Linked DNA regions of Xenopus tropicalis: region 1 is linked to region 2. The links are chromatin contacts, called in public Hi-C maps. All regions are on one chromosome and are shown on one strand. The core of a region is the stretch at or near the end of the contact, and the rest is flanking DNA. Distances in the headings are between cores, read along the strand shown. Region 1 holds the start of lpin1 (lipin 1). Region 2 holds the start of e2f6 (transcription factor E2F6).

The links. A called contact is a pair of places that touch in the nucleus more often than the background predicts.
Region 1: a contact with region 2 is called in a Hi-C map of tailbud embryo, with 2.8 times the contacts expected there. The contact joins the promoter of lpin1 here to the promoter of e2f6 in region 2. A contact is called at or near these places in 3 of 5 Hi-C or Micro-C datasets (gastrula embryo, neurula embryo and tailbud embryo).

Annotation. Positions count from the first base shown.
Region 1 is chr5:139,120,217-139,125,519 of UCB_Xtro_10.0, forward strand. lpin1 (lipin 1) reads left to right here and starts at 2,866. Exons shown (of 20, transcript NM_001079027.1): 1 at 2,866-3,191.
Region 2 is chr5:138,935,162-138,940,012 of UCB_Xtro_10.0, forward strand. e2f6 (transcription factor E2F6) reads right to left here and starts at 2,953. Exons shown (of 7, transcript XM_002942183.5): 1 at 2,732-2,953; 2 at 1,091-1,136. The coding sequence starts at 2,815.

The DNA.
Region 1 (5,303 bases), core at 1,616-4,115, 180 kb after region 2:
TATTGGGTTTCCGATTAACAGATCCCAAACCTGTACTTAGTATAAATAATTTACTAAAACACTAACATTCCTAATTTTTTTATTTTTTAAAAATTTGAATAAACTCACTTCCACAAATGTCTTACACTTACTAATAAGTCTGAACTGAAAAAGTTTCTGCAGAAAAAAGTTGCAGAAAAGTTGTGAAACTCAATTCCTTGCGCAAAAACCACAGTCTACCAGTGGTGTGCCTATAACAGTAGCACATACATCCTATCAGCATTGGGCACTATTTTAGTATTACATATCCTCCCATCCTACAAATATTGGCCACTATTTCAGTAGCCCATATCCCCCATCCTTTCAGTATTGTGCACTAACTCATTTTCAGCAGCCCATCCTACCAGTACACATAACCCCTTCATCCTACCAGTATTGTATCCTAATACAGTAACACATACCCCACATCCCCCCAGTATTGGGCGCTATTTTAGTAGCACATATCCCCCCATCCCACCAGTATTCCCACCAGTATTCAGCACTATTACAGTAGCACATACCCTGCCCCCCAACCTACCAGTACTGGGCACTATTACAGTAGCACATACCCTGCCCCCAACCTACCAGTATTGGGCACTATTACAGTAGCACATACTCTGCCCCCCAACCTACCAGTATTGGGCACTATTACAGTAGCACATACCCCCCCATCCTACCAGTATTGGGCACTATTACAGTAGCACATACCCCCCCATCCTACCAGTATTGGGCACTATTACAGTAGCACATACCCTGCCCCCAACCTACCAGTATTGGGCACTATTACAGTAGCACATACCCCCCCATCCTACCAGTATTGGGCACTATTACAGTAGCACATACCCCCCCATCCTACCAGTATTGGGCACTATTACAGTAGCACATACCCTGCCCCCCAACCTACCAGTATTGGGCACTATTACAGTAGCACATACCCTGCCCCCCAACCTACCAGTATTGGGCAATATTACAGTAGCACATACTCTGCCCCCCAACCTACCAGTATTGGGCACTATTACAGTAGCACATACCCTGCCCCCAACCTACCAGTATTGGGCACTATTACAGTAGCACATACTCTGCCCCCCAACCTACCAGTATTGGGCACTATTACAGTAGCACATACCCTGCCCCCCAACTTACCAGTATTGGGCAATATTACAGTAGCACATACCCTGCCCCCCAACCTACCAGTATTGGGCACTATTACAGTAGCACATACTCTGCCCCCCAACCTACCAGTATTGGGCACTATTACTATAGCAAATCCCCAAATCCTACTACTATTGTGCACTATGTCCCCATAGGCGCCCTTTCCCCCTAACCCCACCACTGCTCTGCACTATGTCCCCATAGGCGCCCTTTCCCCCTAACCCCACCACTGCTCTGCACTATGTCCCCATAGGCACCCTTTTCCCCTAACCCCACCACTGCTCTGCACTATGTCCCCATAGGCACCCTTTCCCCCTAACCCCACCACTGCTCTGCACTATGTCCCCATAGGCACCCTCTCCCCCTAACCCCACCACTGCTCTGCACTATGTCCCCATAGGCGCCCTTTCCCCCTAACCCCACCACTGCTTTGCACTATGTCCCCATAGGCGCCCTTTCCCCCTAACCCCACCACTGCTCTGCACTATGTCCCCATAGGCGCCCTTTCCCCCTAACCCCACCACTGCTCTGCACTATCTCCCCATAGGCGCCCTCTCCCCCTAACCCCACCACTGCTCTGCACTATGTCCCCATAGGCGTCCTCTCCCCCTAACCCCACCACTGCTCTGCACTATCTCCCCATAGGCGCCCTTTCCCCCTAACCCCACCACTGCTCTGCACTATCTCCCCATAGGCGCCCTTTCCCCCTAACCCCACCACTGCTCTGCACTATCTCCCCATAGGCGCCCTCTCCCCCTAACCCCACCACTGCTCTGCACTATCTCCCCATAGGCGCCCTTTCCCCCTAACCCCACCACTGCTCTGCACTATCTCCCCATAGGCGCCCTTTCCCCCTAACCCCACCACTGCTCTGCACTATCTCCCCATAGGCGCCCTCTCCCCCTAACCCCACCACTGCTCTGCACTATGTCCCCATAGGCGCCCTTTCCCCCTAACCCCACCACTGCTCTGCACTATGTCCCCATAGGCGCCCTTTCCCCCTATCCCCACCACTGCTCTGCACTATGTCCCCATAGGCGCCCTTTCCCCCTATCCCCACCACTGCTCTGCACTATGTCCCCATAGGCGCCCTCTCCCCCTAACCCCACCACTGCTCTGCACTATGTCCCCATAGGCGCCCTTTCCCCCTATCCCCACCACTGCTCTGCACTATGTCCCCATAGGCACCCTCTCCCCCTAACCCCACCACTGCTCTGCACTATGTCCCCATAGGCGCCCTTTCCCCCTAACCCCACCACTGCTCTGCACTATCTCCCCATAGGCGCCCTCTCCCCCTAACCCCACCACTGCTCTGCACTATGTCCCCATAGGCGCCCTTTCCCCCTAACCCCACCACTGCTCTGCACTATCTCCCCATAGGCGCCCTTTCCCCCTAACCCCACCACTGCTCTGCACTATGTCCCCATAGGCGCCCTTTCCCCCTATCCCCACCACTGCTCTGCACTATGTCCCCATAGGCGCCCTTTCCCCCTAACCCCACCACTGCTCTGCACTATGTCCCCATAGGCACCCTTTCCCCCTAACCCCACCACTGCTCTGCACTATTTCCCTAGAAGCACACTCATTAATCACACCAGTCATAACCAGCATTGGGCTGAGAAAATGCAGCTTCTTGATTGGCTGGCCTGATCACCTCAGCCTCCTCCCTAAGACTCAATCACAAATAAGATCCAGCATGGTTGCGGGAGGGACAAACCACTTCCTTACGCAAAAAGGGGCACTGCCGGGGGAAGGCGCTATGTGGGAGTAAGGCTGGCGGGTAGGGGGTGCATAGGGACTGAATGATCCCTGCAGCAGCCGGGCAGAGTGGGATGTGCTTAGCGGCGCTCAGCCCGGGCTATGGGAGCTGCTGCTGCTGATGTGTCGGCTGCTGTCTGTCACTGTGCGTGTCACTGCCCCCCCCCCAGCCCACTCTCTGCAACTGAGCGGCACCGCTCTCACTTACACTCCGGGCATCTGCTGAGGGACTGCTAGGGGCTCCCTACCCACCGACACTGTCAGTAAGTAACAGGGCCCTTGTCTGCATTACCTGTCTAATGTTAATATGCCTTTAAATGCAATATTAGTACAAAATCCAATGGGCAATCCATTGGCCACCCTAATACCCTGACCGCTGTCAGATAAATGTATTTAGCTCATGTTTTGTGTTTGTTTAGCAGAGAAATGTGTGTACCCCTCCAGCTGTTGTGCTGTCAGGGGATTCTGGGATTTGTAGTTAAACGATATGGCCATTGGCTATCAATGACTATCATGTAGGATTGGCAGCTCTATCTATCATCTATCTATCTATCTATCTATCTATCATCTATCTATATCATCTATCTATCATCATTGTCTGTCCCTATCTAAATGGTTTTAGCTCAGAGGTTTTTGTAGCCCCCCTGCTGTTGGAGGACATATGCTATTGGGGGATGCTGGGAATTGTAGTGAAACAGCAGACAGGGCCATTAACATCAGTAGCATAAATAATACTAATGGAATAGGCAGCTGTATGTAGGTAGGTACAGCATATATTAATGTTTAGGGTACATGGCTGTCAAATCTGTGCTCTTATGACTGCTGTTGAGCTATAAAAGCTTTCAGGGGATCCTGGGAGTTGTAGTTTAACAAACAGCAGCCGTTGGTTGGGTTATGACATGTTTATGTGTGTGTATATACTGCCTTTTTCATTCATGTGTCTTTATGGAAATAAGCTGACTGGCTTGGCACAAACAGCAAACAAATGGAGTATGTTATTTACATGCAGTCAGGGCAAACAGAACAATGAGTAGTACATACAGAGTGGGGAGACCCTCTACCTGTTTCATTACAAACTATGCAGGAACAGCCAGATGCTGTTGGAGGACTCTGGGATTCGTAGTCCAGTAACAGTTGATGAGTTGCAGTGAAGCCCTCCTTGAAATCCAATGCCTAAATGGCATATGGGAGCTCTGCTAGTTGTGATTTTTGTTCCCTTTCAAAATTGGGCATCAAAAACCAGGCCCAGATTACAGGCCCGGACTGGCAATCTGTGGGTTCAGGCCAATGCCCGGGGGGCTGCTTTAAGATTGGATTCTGGGGGCTATTCAAATCCCAGTCCAGACCTGGGTGGGTGGTAGGATAGATCTAAGACTACACTGCAAATAGGTAGGTCGCTGGCCAGTGCCCTGTTGGTGGGTATATGGCTGGGCAGTGCTAAAGCTGCACTGTAGGCAGAGAGTTGGATAGGCAATGCTAAGTCTAAACATTAAGTAGGTAGCTGGCTGGCCATTACTGAACTGTAGATTGTGGTTAGGTAGGCAGCTGGCCAATGCTAAGTCAGCATTTTAGCACAGTAGGTGGGTGGATACCCAGGCAGTGCTAAGACTGCACTGTAGGTACATAATTGGCTAGGCAATGCTAGGCTAAACTGGAGGTAATTAGCTGGCTGGCCAACACTAAAATGCATCATTATACATTGGTGGCTGGCCAATGCTAAAGCTTCATGGAATGTAGGTGGCTGGCCAAAGCTAAAATGCATCATGATAGTAGGTGGCTGGCCAACGCTAAAATGCATCATGATAGTAGGTGGCTGGCCAATGCTAAGGCTTCATGGCATGTAGTGGATGGCCAATGCTAAAATGCATCATGATAGTAGGTGGCTGGCCAATGCTAAGGCTTCATGGTATGTAGGTGGCTGGCCAATGCTAAAATGCATCATGATAGTAGGTTGCTGGCCAATGCTAAGGCTTCATGGTATGTAGGTGGCTTGCCAATGCTAAAATGCATCATGATAGTAGGTGGCTGGCCAATGCTAAGGCTTCATGGTATGTAGGTGGCTGGCCAATGCTAAAATGCATCATGATAGTAGGTGGCTGGCCAATGCTAAGGCTTCGTGGTGTGTAGGTGGATGGGCAATGCTAAGGGTGCACTGTAGTTGGGTAGATGACTGAGCAACGCTTAGACTGCAGTGTAGATAGGTGGGCAGGTAGGTGACTGGCAAATGCTAAGTAGGCACTGTGGGGGGGGGGGGGGGGGGGAATGCCGCTGAGAAACTCTCTGATTGCAGGTATTCTATTTCCCATAAGCCTTTCCCTTTAAATAGCTATGCTGGCACAGTGAGAGGGAACTGGCGGATCTGTTACTATTTCCTT
Region 2 (4,851 bases), core at 1,703-4,202:
TGGGGATATCGGGAGAAGATCCGCCTCCTTGGCGACCTCGCCAAGCGAGCGGATCTTAACGTGTATGGGCACCTTTAGGTTGAGAAGTAAAACAATGAATTTGCTTCCAAACCTTTTTAACCCACTGAGATACCAACATAGAAAAACCAGTGGAAGGTACCCAAGTTCAGCAAGTATCAGCTCATTGGATTCATTATTTACAGTTAACTAATTAAATGCATTTTTCAATGTCTCTGCTTATTACTGAGAATGTGCCTGACCAGACAGAGTTCCAAAGGAAACATTCAAATAACCTAAGTTAGATGTGATTATTATTTTCCTTGTGTTTCTCTCTATCTAGCCAAAGGCAACAACAGCCCTTTAGCAGGGAAGATCTGTGCCTCCAAAGTTGGGCAACTTATAAATGTCACAATACAAAGCTGATTAGTTATTGATTTAGATTCAGATTACACGGCAACAACAATGAATCAGCCCTGTAGCATCAGCTTCTATAACCGGCCAGCCTCATTTTCTGCTTGATAATTTGCTACAGCCCCTAAGCTTAGCTTTTCAACAGCTGCCCAGACCTTACTGAGCATGTGCAGCGACACTTCTAAAAAAAAAAAAAAAAAAATACAAGATGGAGAGCTCCTGTACATAACCTTAAAGACTGGGAGCATTATTGCTATAAAGAGCCTTTCTTTAGGTCTCCATTAAATATCAAACCTTTAGAGGTGGCACCCAGGCTTACTGAGCTGCTATTAGGACAAATGAGAGGAGAGACCGTCACTTGTTAGCAAAAGATGGACTGTCTATGTGTCACAGCTGCCAAAATAAGCACGTTTGCAGTGATTATAAAAATGTGAACAGCCCGCAAAGAAAGATTCTAGAAAAATGTAATCGCTTATTATAATACACAAGTTTCAGTGAGTTACATCACTAAGAACCATTTATAACTGATGACATCACTAAGCACTGTTTATAAGGATATCATTTACAGGATACTCTTGTGATATTCTCTTGCGTATTATATATTTAGAAGCAATAATGCAAAAGCCACAGATATCCCGGTGGAACATATTGTTGTGGGAAAAGAGTAAAATGAACATACTTTTAGTCGGTATCTTAATTTCTTCATGCTGAATTTCTGTTTTCATCTGCAAAAGAACACAAAGAATTAAGCTTTCTTTGGGCCTGTATCCTGCACTGCTTGCTGTGCATTATAGTAAGGCAAGGGTAATTCCTGGTTTCACTGTATCACTACACACAAGGCAAAATACCACATTGTTCACGATTGCATGAACAGTCCTAGCAAACATCTAACACCCGAAAAAAACAGCACCTCTTGATTTATTAGAACTGTGTGATCCTGGGTAAAGTGTTTGAGTGTTTTGAATATATGTTTAGCAGCTTTCTAGCTTGGAATTTCAACCACTATCTAGTTGCTAGGGTAGTTTTACCATAGCAACCAGTCAGTGGCTTAAATATGAATCACAGGGGGACTGAAAGCAAATGATTTTCAGCTGCAGGGGTCAGTGACCCCCATTTGAGAGCTGAGAGCAGAAGGGGAAAGAAAATAACTCTATAAAAAAAAAAAAAAAGAAGACCAAATGAAATGAAATGTTGCTGAGAATATGCCATTCAACATGCTAAAAGTTAACGTACAGGTTAAATGCATGGAAGAAAAAAATGGACTTCACATTCTCTAAGTGTGTGTTTTAATAGCAGGTAAAGGGAATTACAAGTAATTTTAGCTGCAACCATTAGGTTCTTGCTGAATTACAACACTCAGAACGACTCTAACAAACTATGAGTAAAGGCAAAACAGCTGAACAAGAGCTATAGGACTGCAGGATGTACATCCCTGGGGAATATACTATAGGTAGGTGACAATGGTACATCCCTGGGGAATATACTATAGGTAGGTGACAATGGTACATCCCTGGGGAATATACTATAGGTAGGTGACAATGGTACATTCCTGGGGAATATACTATAGGTAGGTGACAATGGTACATCCCTGGGGAATATACTATAGGTAGGTGACAATGGTACATCCCTGGGGAATATACTATAGGTAGGTGACAATGGTACATCCCTGGGGAATATACTATAGGTAGGTGACAATGGTACATCCCTGGGGAATATACTATAGGTAGGTGACAATGGTACATCCCTGGGGAATATACTATAGGTAGGTGACAATGGTACATCCCTGGGGAATATACTATAGGTAGGTGACAATGGTACATCCCTGGGGAATATACTATAGGTAGGTGACAATGGTACATCCCTGGGGAATATACTATAGGTAGGTGACAATGGTACATCCCTGGGGAATATACTATAGGTAGGTGACAATGGTACATCCCTGGGGAATATACTATAGGTAGGTGACAATGGTACATCCCTGGGGAATATACTATAGGTAGGTGACAATGGTACATCCCTGGGGAATATACTATAGGTAGGTGACAATGGTACATCCCTGGGGAATATACTATAGGTAGGTGACAATGGTAACAGGAGCCTCCCCTAAGGGCCCACTGGGGCATGTATAGCAGCAGCCCTGCCAACTGTGAGAGCGAAGCAGCAGACTGTGTAGCTAAGGCTAAATGAAACACAACAGATGTATAACATACACAAGTGACATCACAAGTTAATAAATGATTATATCCCTGCGGCTGTATAACACCGCTGTGCATGCTGGGAACACAGAACACACCAGCGAGGGAAGGTGCACGGCTCTCACCTTCACTACTTCCTCTGCTTCAACCAAGTCACTCGTTGTGGCCGCGGGAAGTGGGCTGAAAAGCTCCGGCGACGGGGAAGACATGTTACCAGGAACCCGCGGGAATTCTCACACACGCAGAACCGTGGGACAGTCACCTGACATGCTCTGCGGCGCGCAATCATGTCGTCACGGCGAGTCAGCCTATCAGCGCTTGTGGGCGAGGGTTCTGCGTCGCGCAATCATGTCGTCATGGCGAGTCAGCCTATCAGCACTTGTGGGCGAGGGTTTAAGGCGTAGCGAGCTCGGGTTGGCGCCTGGTGTTGCTTCATGCGGTGACTGAAGTCTAAGGGGGAATGAAACTGCTCAGTCCTGCTACTTAATAGCTGCTCCTTAGCTGCTAACTGATATTATGGGGGACGGAGCTGTGAGGCTTATGTAGCAACTCTGGGGAAACTTGCACAGTAATCCAGGGCAGCCAATCAGGTTGCTGCTTTTGCTGTAACTGCATAAAAACTAATCAGTGGTACCTGTGGGCTACTGGGTCGGTGTTGTTCTGCCCAGGATTAACCAGCGTGTCTTTGCTTGGGCCCAGACTGGCAATCTGTGGGTTCTGGCAAATGCCAGAGGGGCTGCTGTAAGGTGCCATGTTACTATTTATTGGGCTGCTGGGGGGAGTAGTCTGGGCCTGTTTATGTTCATAGCTGTGTTGCTGATTTTTAAAAGAAGACTAATTGCACAGAAGCATTTCAGTACCTTCCAGTCCTTTTTCTTTACTCGCTTCTCTTTGCTAAATATCCCCAGTGAGTGGTTTTAACTGCGAGCTATAAAATGATTGTCCTGAGACAATGTGTACAAGTGACACAAACCCATGTAGGTCAATAGAATCCAGACAGGGCTGTTCTATATACATGTATGTTTAGGGTTTGTTTAAAAAGACACAACCCTGTTGTCGAACTCCATAAGCCAGATATTGGTCGTTCAAGGTGTCTGGTTTGGTGGGCTGCAGTGTGTACATTTAATCAGCCTGTAATGGGCAGCTTAAAGGTGGCCACATGGTCGCACGAAACATCGTCAGATCCGCCACACACCGTTCAGGGCTGAAACAGCAGATAAGGAGGTAGAAACAATAGGATTTCTACCTCCTTCTGCCGATTCAGCCCTGACGGCAGATTTTGGTCAGGCGCCTTCTATGGCACCCTATCAAAATTTTCTAACCTGGCCGATCGGCGAGTTGACCGATATCAGCAGCTTCCTGCGATATCAGTCGACTTGCCTACATGCCATACACGCACCGAATATCGTACGAAACGAGGTTTCGTACAATAGTATCGGTGCGAGTATGGCCAGCTTTAGAGAGCAAGGGCCAGATATTGTTGCACTTTGAGGGTTGGGAGATTACCAGGACTGATCCTCCCTTCTTCCCCAACATGTCTTTTTTTTGTTTGCTCTCCCCTCAACTTTTCAGCTTTACCTTTACAATTTTGTTTCCTTGTTCTGCAGTCTGGAAACATTGCTCAGAGATGCTCCAAGTGTTGGCAGGGAAAAAACGATGTCTCTTGAATTTACGGGCAATGGAGGATGTCTGCTCTCCATATGTGATGGCTGACAGTTGACAGTCCTGCAGGCCCAGACCGCAATCTGTGGATTGTAGCAAATATATTGTGGGCCCTTCCTGTACTTGACATTCCAGGGCCTGTTGAATCTCAGTCTGGAAATGCAGCCCTGATGCAAAAGTTTCTTATAGTCTAAATGAGCCTAAGGTGAACAATGGTAAGAAAGTACCTAGGAATACTATGGAGTAAAAGACTTAGGGGTAGATTTATCAAAATGGAATTAGAGTTTACCACAGAAAAAAATCACCCACTTTATATTCATTCCTATGAGACTTTAACTTTCACCAACTAATAAATACACTTTTTAGAGTTCACCATTTGATAAAAACGCTTCTAAAACTCCCATAGGAAAGGAGTTTTTCTGTGGTAAAATCTCATCTCATATCTTGAAAATTCTGCTCCTTAGATGTAGTAAGGAAGCTCAGCCAGATTTTGTTTTGCATTAAAGGGGAAAAAAGGTTGAGGTTGGCATCAGATCCGTAGAAATGGTCTAATATTAGAATACAGTAGCACTCTATCCCACAA